Regions from separate parts of the Sus scrofa genome. Here region 2 is linked to region 1. The links are chromatin contacts, called in public HiChIP or PLAC-seq maps. All regions are on one chromosome and are shown on one strand. Each heading gives the region's core, a stretch centred on a gene start, on an enhancer-like site or on the middle of the called end of the contact. The rest is flanking DNA. Distances are from core to core; before and after follow the strand shown. Region 1 holds the start of ANGPT2 (angiopoietin 2). Region 2 has its middle 44 kb from the start of XKR5.

The links. HiChIP or PLAC-seq counts read pairs in DNA pulled down with a chosen protein or histone mark.
Region 2: a contact with region 1 is called in an H3K27ac HiChIP or PLAC-seq map of alveolar macrophages, with 4 times the contacts expected there. The contact joins the enhancer-like site here to the promoter of ANGPT2 in region 1. A contact is called at or near these places in 10 of 47 Hi-C or Micro-C datasets (brain, embryonic fibroblasts, epiblast stem cells and 6 more) and 2 of 2 datasets of contacts at active chromatin or transcription factors (alveolar macrophages and skeletal muscle).

Annotation. Positions count from the first base shown.
Region 1 is chr15:37,592,356-37,597,194 of Sscrofa11.1, reverse strand. It overlaps ANGPT2 (angiopoietin 2), which reads left to right and starts at 2,978. Exons shown (of 9, transcript NM_213808.1): 1 at 2,978-3,592. The coding sequence starts at 3,305. All of the region lies in intron 12 of MCPH1 (microcephalin), which reads right to left.
Region 2 is chr15:37,852,056-37,856,894 of Sscrofa11.1, reverse strand. It overlaps a transcript of AGPAT5 not described here. Among named protein-coding and RNA genes, the nearest start is that of XKR5, 44 kb to the left of the region's middle. Within about 2 kb of position 2,889, at least 5 of the 83 cell types and tissues checked have an H3K27ac peak or open chromatin away from gene starts, as enhancers often do. A contact at or near this core is called in alveolar macrophages, where this site is marked.

The DNA.
Region 1 (4,839 bases), core at 1,729-4,228:
TGGGGACCCGGCCCAAGGCTGGCCCTGCACGAGTGGGATGCTTCACGCCCACGGGGTCCGCTCCCTGGTGCACTGTCCTCATCTTGTATCTCATATCCAGTTTCAAAGGGCAGTTGCCTCTTGGCCAAATGTTCCTGTCCCTTTCCCAAGTCCCTTTTCCTTGGCCTGTCTCGCCTCCCAACTCTCTGAGAAGCCTAGTGGTACTCTGAGGCATGGAGATTTCCCTGTTTACACTGGCTGTGCTCTGAGAATGGCCTTGGAGACCACGTCACACCCCCTGGTGACTCCCCTCAGGTCAGCAGACTACAGCTCGTGGTCCCTTTGGAATGGCCAGTGAGCTAAGAGCAGTTTTCACATTTTCAAAAGGTTGAAAAAAATCCAGAGAATTTTTCATGTTGTGAAAATTATAATAAATGCAGATCTCAGTGTCCAGGAATAAAGCTCTGTGGGAACACGGTCACCTCCCATTGTTTGTGGGTTGTCAACGGCTGCTGTCATACTGGATGGCCAGGGGAGAAGTCGTGACAGAGACCACATGGCCCACAAACCTGAAACATTTACTATCCGACACTTGACAGGGCAGGTTTGCCAAGCCCAGCCTCACGAAAGCCTCTGCCACCCCTCCGGTAGTAATTCCCACTTAGGTGCCTACAGAGAGCGGCTCACTGTTCCTGCTGACCTTGTGTGGTTGTATAAGGAAGCCTCCACGCTGTCTGCCTGTGGGACCGGCCCCCTGGAACCGTCCTCCCTCTGCGTTCCCAGCCACGTCCTCTCCCCACTTCCCACTTGCCTAGGGGTCTCCCCACACCCTCTATTCGCTTCTTTACGTCTGACACCCTGTCCAGCTCCTGGGAGCCAGCTGGCGGGAAGGGCTTGTGGTACATGCACTTCCTGTGGCTTCTTTTTAAACCACCATATTTGGCTGGAAGGCAGAGGGGTGATTTTTAAAACCACACACGCAATATTAATACCTTATAATATGTGCTTTCAAACGAGGAAGAAACTTAGAAGAAATGTGACTGTCGTGTTCCTGCTTCACATTCACCCAGAGTACAACAGTTGTAACATCTGATGGTGCAAGAGCTAATTCCCATTTAATGGAAGTGCTGATAAAGGAAGTGATAGTCCTAAATAACATGCATTATTCCATATCATTTAAATTCTAAAAGTGCTACAGAGAAAGAGTCATCTCATTCCACAAGTAGGGAAACGCAGACTTAGAGAAGTTAAACATTTGCTTCAGACCTCAGTGAATCAGGGTTCTAACACTGGCCCTGTCTTCCCTCTATGGTCAGTGGTCCAAGTAAGGTGTATTTAATTTGCTCCTGTGGTGGAAAGCATGTACCAGAATTGAGATCTAGCTTTCCTTGAGCCATGGAGCCCTTCGATAGCCAGGGGAAGTCTATGAACCCTTTATCGGAAATGGGCTGTTTTATTCAGACATTAAATAACAGGATCTTGGGGGCAGATTACGTAAAAATGTAGTGCTGAGTGCAGTAACAGCTTGACTTATCATGACAAAAATATGTGATGCCTATTGGTGGCCAGAGATATTGACCAGGGTTGCTTGTGACCTACTCATAGCTAAAAGCAAGGCTATATTTTCAGTTAGACTTTGGTGAAAAAGACATCTTTTTCTGTCAAGGCTCACAGACCCCACGAATTCTGTCTGTGGACCTCAGACAGGTCCCTGCTCTGGGGGTAACCTGGGAGCCAGTCCTTGCATGAGAGGGACCTTTATAAAGGTTTAACTAGGTCTCTTGAAACAGAATTCCCTATACAAATCTCATAGTCATCCAAGAATGAAAACCCTAAAAATCTTCTGAAATCTGGCCTTGCATGATTGGACTGCCCGACACTGGCTTTACGGGTAGATGAGGTCTGTCAGGTCAGTGCTGGACGGGCCTGGAGGCAAATCTCAGGCAACGAGGTGTGAAAAGACCATGCCAGGCTCCATGTTCCCTTGTGCACTCTGGCTGGTGAGTGAGCCAACTGTCAGTCTCTGAAGTGCTAAGTTTTAGCTCCAGGAAGGAAGGAACACAGAGGGTTTACGGAGCCACAGAATTGAAACAGAAGAATCTTGGGAGTTAATGCAACCTCTGAATTTTACAGATGAGGATTTAGAGCTTAATTAAAAAGGAGTGATTTGCCTTCGACCCTAACTGTGGCTGATTTAATTGATCCTGGATAGTATGTTACAAAATGATGGGATTTGAGCAAACCCTGACCTAATAAAGGAGAAGCTTATGTATGCCTCTCTCACCCTCCTCTTATTTAAACTGTGATTTCTCTATGTATTATAATTTAGAGGGCCATTAATCAGTCCAGCATATTTTAAATTTACTTTGAATACTGAAGTGGATATTTTGTTTAAAAGATTAAATGTCAGAGCTCAAAAACTTGATTTTCCTAACCCAATTTAATAAAGTGAGATGTTTCTATCCAATTGTTTTAAGATGAAAATTCTGCATTCTTAAGCTAGTGGTTCAAAAATCAAGTAATACCAAGGAAACTATTTTCCCTATGAAAAAGGCAAAGAGTTTATAAGAGCAAGACTTCTTCCTTTTTGTTGGTAATAACAAAAATAAACCAAAGTCCTGACATATTTGTAGTATTTTTATTCCTAAAGGAAAAAACAGGAACTTTCATTGTACTTTAAAGTTATTGCCCCAGATATTTTACCAGCTCAGCCCTGTGAAATCAGTTTCAGACACAAGAGACCGCCAAGCTCTCTCTAGGAAATACTCAATTAGGGTGGTGCCTCTGAAATACCCAGGGGTCCTGTAACTGATGGGCTTTTCCCAGAGGGCTTCTACAGCCTATAGCCCTGCCTGGACAACACACACCACACTCGGATTTTTCCTGTTGCCTGCCTAGTGACCCCCTACAGGAAGATAACGGACAAGCCGGGAGGGGAGGGCGGGGCAGCCAGCTACACATGTCTGGCTCTCTTATCAACTTATCATATAAGGAAAGAAAGTGATTGATTCGGATCCTGACACCGCAGAATCTGGGGGAAGCAAGACAAAGGCGCATTAAGTCTGATCTGGAAGGCGAATGCAGCCTTCACAAGGGAGTAGGATTATTCTTCCGACTGCAGTCTGACAGTTTACTGGGGACCAGAGAGGAGAAAGCGGCATCAGAAACCAAAGTTGCTGCAGGGAAAGAGGGAAGCGGGAACTTTCATTGATGGACCCTGAGCCATGGCAGCAGAGCCCCGTGCCTGAGAGGGCAGCTTAGCACCCGGGAGCCTCCCGTGCCTTGCACTTTGCTAAACGGAGGTTGATTCCCACAGAGGAAAAGAATGTGGCAGCTTGTTTTCTTCACTCTGAGCTGTGATCTCGTCTTGGCTGCAGCCTATAACAACTTTCGGAAGAGCATGGACAGCACGGGGAAGAGGCAGTATCAGGTTCAGCACGGCCCCTGCAGCTACACGTTCCTGCTGCCTGAGACGGACAACTGCCGCTCCCCTTCCAGCTCCTACGTGTCCAACGCGGTGCAGAGGGACGCGCCGCTCGACTATGACGACTCTGTGCAGAGGCTGCAAGTGCTGGAGAATATCATGGAAAACAATACCCAGTGGCTAATGAAGGTAGGAGATCACCTTTCCTTGGTTCGGCTAAGACGGGCGGGAGAGGGCGGTGATCAGGCAGCAGAGGAGAGAGAGGCTGATACCTATGAATGAATTGCCACTTCTTTCATTCTTCCCTGCTGTGTAAAGCAGTCGTGGGTGGAAAGGGACAAGGATTACTGGGGGAGGACACCAGGATAGATGGAGAAAAGTCTCTAAAGTCAGGAATCATTAGAAACAGAGGAAGCACACTTCTCTGCACAAGTGTGGGCTGTTTTGTTTGTGTAAGTAGTTTATGCTCATAAAACCCATTACCAGGGATGTTATAAACCGGCCGCAGGCACAGGAGGGAAGCTGCAAGCAACAGCAGCGCCGGAGCCAGGAAAAACGTGACAATCATGCTAATTACTGATACATAACGGATGGAGTAAAGTGCTTTACCAATTTCCTGAATTTATTTACTAAAATAGACGGGGACTCTTGGTAAATGAGAGGAAATTAAATAAAGCAGGGCTTACGCTTCTCAGAACCTTGGGGGCTTTATCCCAAGGGTTTGCCATTTGCAAGTGGGGGTGAGTTTCCAGGCGTCTGAGGGGGTTCAGCGCTGCAGCTCCCTTCAAGCACCCTTCAGTTTCTTGATCAGTTTTGAAGGCAACCCCATGTGGGCGGGCGTGCAGGGTGCTTGGCTGCAAGAGGGTCATGTTCCTGGGGCTCAGGTGATTTCACTGTTTCAGACTTTTCAGAAAATTTAACTCAAATGTGATACTGAAAGCTCAGGTTTCCTTTCACAAGCCATCACTTTCACATGTAAGGCTATTTATATGAGACCCAGAATCACCCCGGAGTTTTTCTTGATAAGGACTACTTATATTCTAAAGGAGTTTTGAACAAATTGCATACATAGATTAGCCATTAACTATTGCAGTGACATCATAGCACAATGCTTACACAGCAGAGAACGTGACCATTGAAAGCAGAGCTGTTTTCCCCCATTCAAAACTTTGCCCCAGTCTTTCATTTCTCCGTAAACCTTCTCTTAGGACACCTTATCTTAATCTCAGAATAGATCTCGGCTCATAATCTGTGTTTCTCATTAGCTCTCTTACCTTCGGAGAGGAAATGACCAAGTTATTACTTTGGTCCTGAGCCGAGATGAATGAAAGCCCTCAGCACTGCATTCAGTGTAACAAGAGGGGTCGCTTCAAATCAAAGAACAGAAAACAACAAAAACGTATCAGAAAGACTTGCTCCAGAGTACAAAACTCATT
Region 2 (4,839 bases), core at 1,640-4,139, 260 kb before region 1:
CTTACGGTGGATATCTTTCCCCTGGTGTCCGAAGAGAAAGCAGAAATCTCTATTTCTAGGTATTTTGCAGAGAGGGAGAACCAGCCTCTCCAGCCCACATCAGCGTGGCCTCCACCCATGGTCCAGCAACACCTAGGCTCTTCCTAAGAGAAGGAAGCCCTCAGTCACCCAAAGGCAGCATTGTATCCTAGCTGGAAAAGCCAGCCTTAAGTTACAGGGTGTGAGACTCTGAAAGTGGGAGGCCCGGGCCCAGTGTGAGGTCAGCGGCACACAGGTTATCATCCATCACCAGCATTTACCATCTGTGCCCTCTCCCCTCCTCCACACGATAGGGATGGAGTCGGACAGTGACACAGGTAGTTGTAGACGTCCCAGTAGGGAACCACGGCTAGAGAAGGAAACTTAGGGAAATTTGGGAGCCCACTGGAAGATAATAATCCCTCAAAAAAGCCATTAGGACATCTCGGAATGAAGCAGGCTTACTTAAATATAAAACCATAACTAAAAGTAAGAGATATGCCTCAGGTCATTAAGTGAAAGATACAATGAGGCCTGCACTCAAGTTCTGCAAGATAATGATCCTTAGGACCAAGGACAGGAGTTCAAGGGAAAGATGACTTTCCAAAGTAGGAGATCCTCATTATATGGAAACCTGAGATGAGTCAACATATTTTAGCAGATGTTACCAGCCTTCTTCTGATTTGAATAAGTGCTATATAGTCTTAGTTTGACCTCATAGGATCAGATACTCTCTTACCAGATACCAAGGAAGAGATAGTGATGTAAGCCTGACATCTAATCAAGGAATGAGTGAAAGAGACCTTTCCCCTTCCTCACTTTCTTTGGATTATAAAAATGCGACCCACTTAATCATAGAGGCAAAGCCTCCTTGCCTGCCTGCTTGTATCTCTCACAAGTGTCCTATCTTAATAAATCTATTTCTTGCCTATCACTCTGTCTCTTGCTGAATTTCTTCTGCACTGAGACACAAAGAATCTGAACCTCAGTGAGTCCAGACTCCAAGTGAGTGATTCTAACTAAAAAGCCATGGGTTCAATTTCTAATCTGGCTTCTGGCTGGGTTCGAGTCAGAGGTATTTTCGGTTTCATACGGGCCTCATTATTACATCCAAACACCTCCTGTGTCAGAATCACCTGACAGGTCATTTAAAAAGTGTCCTGAGCTCCTCTCAGACCTACCAACTCAGCTTCTGGAGGATAGGCCATTTAAGGACCAGGCCCCAGGGGTCACTCAGCCCATCTTTCCCTACACCATGAGGCAGATGTCAATAGAAAATTTACCAGTCAATCTAAGAAAGAAATAGAAAATTTTATTCAAGCCAGATTTAAGGATTATAAACTGGGAAGAGCATTTTAGAAAGCTCCCAGAACTGTCTTGCCCTTTCAAAGTCAAGGCATGGTTGTGTAAGTTTTGGAGGACAGGACTGCTTATCAAATGACAAGAATTATTGACAGTTTACACAATCCAGATCTAAATGCCCTGAAGTGCCTTATAAGATCAAGAAGAAAGTTTATCTTTAAGGAGTGGTCTTACTGATGCTGGGGAGGACATTGCTCTTCATGGCTGAGCAGGTATTGTTGCTAAAACCCAGCCTCTGCTCACTGGTATAGAATAGAAACACAGAGACAAAGTTTTGGGTGAAGGAGAAAAAAAAAAAAAAATAGCTTTATTGCTTTGCCAGGCAAAGGAGGGTCACAGCAGGCTAAGGCCCTGAAGACTATGCCCCTCTTGGAAGAGACTGGGAGATGGTTTTTATAGTGTGGGGGAGAAAAATAGGGCTGCAGATAAAGATCAGTGTAGACAGCAAGTTTTCAGTGTTTTTCAAAGGTGGTGATCCTTCTTTCTGGAATGAAGACCACTTCATGGAGTTCCCGTCGTGGTGCAGTGGTTAACGAATCTGACTAGGAACCATGAGGTTGCGGGTTCGGTCCCTGCCCTTGCTCAGCGGGTTAACGATCCGCGTTGCCGTGAGCTGCGGTGTAGGCCAGTGGCTACAGCTCCGATTCGACCCCTAGCCTGGGAACCTCCATATGCCATAGGAGCAACCCAAGAAATAGCAAAAAGACAAAAAAAAAAAAACAACCACTTCATTAACATCTTCCATTTGTTGGGGGTTGAAGAATTCAAAGACATTATCTATATTCCTTGAGGAGGGACCAGGACCCTGCCCCCAGGCTGCACTATTGTCTCTCGACTTCTCCTCCCTGGTCTCTGCATCCCCTCCCTTCCCTGATTAGCAACTGTTTGAACTTTTTTGGAACTCAGATAAATTCATGGAATTCTGAAGCCCATTGCCCCCAAACAAGAAATGGGGGACACAGAAATGCTTGTGTGCCCAGGAGCCCCACAGGTCCCTGCTCAGTTTCAGCATTTCTGCCGATGGGGAGGTTTGGTGGATGCACAATGCAGATACACCACACTGCGAGGAGGCCAAAGGGCAGAGAAGACTTTGTTGTTTTTCTTGCATTGCCATAAAATCTGAATTTTATTTCACACAGGGGTGACTAATACCAGCTGTAAGCTCTGGGGAGCTATTCTCCTACAGAAGGCAGAGTGGATGGAGAAGTTCAGGCCTGTCCTCTTAAAGTTGGGAAGCAGGTGGGAAGCAAGGTGCATAACCGAACAAGCCGGGGCCTAGGAGAGAACCTAAGACCTGGGCCTGGCCGCAGGGCAGCTACAGCATCCCTTCCCTTCGTGTTACGGGATGTCTTGCTGTTACTGCTGTGGTTTTTCCTTGCGGAATCTTCCTATTTAAATTCATCACATTAAATATCTGGATTCGGGCCCAGTCCTTCTGTCCAGGCACAGCCTCAGCCTCAGCCTCTAGCAGCCAGTCATTTCTCCGTTCACCACTAGATGGCGCCCACTCAATGGTCTGGGATCCTCGCCCTCCGAGAGCTGGGTGGTGGCCCCCACTTTAGCTGGGAGACAGGTTAGAAGAAAGGGGCAATGGTCAATTTATTTAAATCAACTTACTGACATAAATCTATTCGGTGAATGTAAGTATAAACCATGTAATATTACAAAACAAGAGGTTTATGTAATCTGGATATAAAGGAAAATCGATACCGCTTTAAATGAAAAAAAAAAAAATCACATGGAAATGAAACATATACAAGAAATCACTAGTATGTGCGAGGTGAAGATTATTCAGTCACATTTTACTCACCACTGGGGATAATTAGAGGCATCTGACACGGAGATGAGTTTAAATAGAAAAACTAATACATTGCTTCACACTTTTGAAGATTTTCATGTACTTCTTAAAACACTTGCTCAATATTGAAGAAAAACTATTGTAGTTTTATATACTTGGAATGCAGGGTGAACCATGAAGCCTATTCTATGTAATAGGAGACTGTTGGTAAATTTTGGGGTCGTGAAATGTTAAATAGCAGACATTAGAGACAATGAAAGATTTTATTTTTTTCTTTTACTTTCATCCAAACACACCCTCTTGTGAAAAACATAAAAGCATGCACATTGATTGCTTCCTTTGAAAGAAAAACCAAGGGATAACTAAGCTGTAAATCAAGAATAACAGAAACAAAAGCTTAAACTGATATTATGCAAAAAGATTTACAGGTAGATATAGGGCTCTTAATTCTAGAAAATAATAATTCAAGTCATATCAATACATGTTAAAAAGAAGCTTCTAATTGTCCGAGTATTTTGATACAAAAAAACACTTTTAAACAAATATTTTATAGACCTCTTGTGAAAAGAATACAAGGATAGTTATAAGAAACATGATGTTCAAATGATCTTAACGCAGTTCATTTTGACTTCTTCAAATCACATATAATCAACATAATTCCCACGGTACTACTGCTTCTTAAAACTTAAATGTAGAACATACCCATGACATTCAAAGTAAGTTATACAACTTACATTATTTTGATCTAATTAGAAGTAGGCTCCAACTTTAGGACTGTTAAAAAAACTAATAAGACATGGAACTGATCTAAATTGCACTTTAATAAGTAGAAGAAAACAGCAATTTGGCATGAGAACATGTCTCAAAAGTTTTACCTGCACCCCATTGAAAATTAGGCCAATTGTATCCTGTGGGAATGTGTGTGCATGTGCACACACACACACACACACACACACACACCCCCCCAACTGATATTACCCAGCTCTTCAGAGGGATTACTTGAAATGGTTTACTCTGGTTCTGGAAAATCAGGTAAAATTTCCCTTAATTATTATTTCCATCTTGTTATGATGATTTAATTGGTGTGTTTCATCTGGGACACTGATACAATTCTGCAGCAAAAATCCATTACCGATAAGCAGAAATGTTATGTAAGTTTGAATTGTAACATAAAAATAGAGCAGGATCACAACACTTTTAAAAGGTCCTTTTCCAGGGCCTCTATTGCTCTAGGACTGAAAGTGTGGGATTTGGTTCCTAAAACACAGCTCTTCTTTTGAGGTGAAACAGATTGTGTGGCCTTGTTCATACTCATGGGAACTAAGTGAAATCACTCCGTCCGGATGGATAAAGTCTGTATTTCACTGGCTCAAGTAAGCTGATTTCCTGACCTAATACGAATGCAAAGTGCCTTTGCCGAAGATGGTGAGCTGGCTCCTAAGAGCATGGATGGTTCAAGGCTGCGACCAGGCAGAGGCTGGCCAGCTACACAGTGGAGCCATCAGGCCAGCCCCCAAGGCACCACTGCCAGCGATTTGAAGGAAAAGAACTCAAAAACAATGGAAATTGACCATGATGACAGGAAAGAGGATTTTGGGGTTAAATATTTTGTCAAACCCAAAAGTAACAGGCAAAAGGCACATGCTAGTAAATCAAATCAG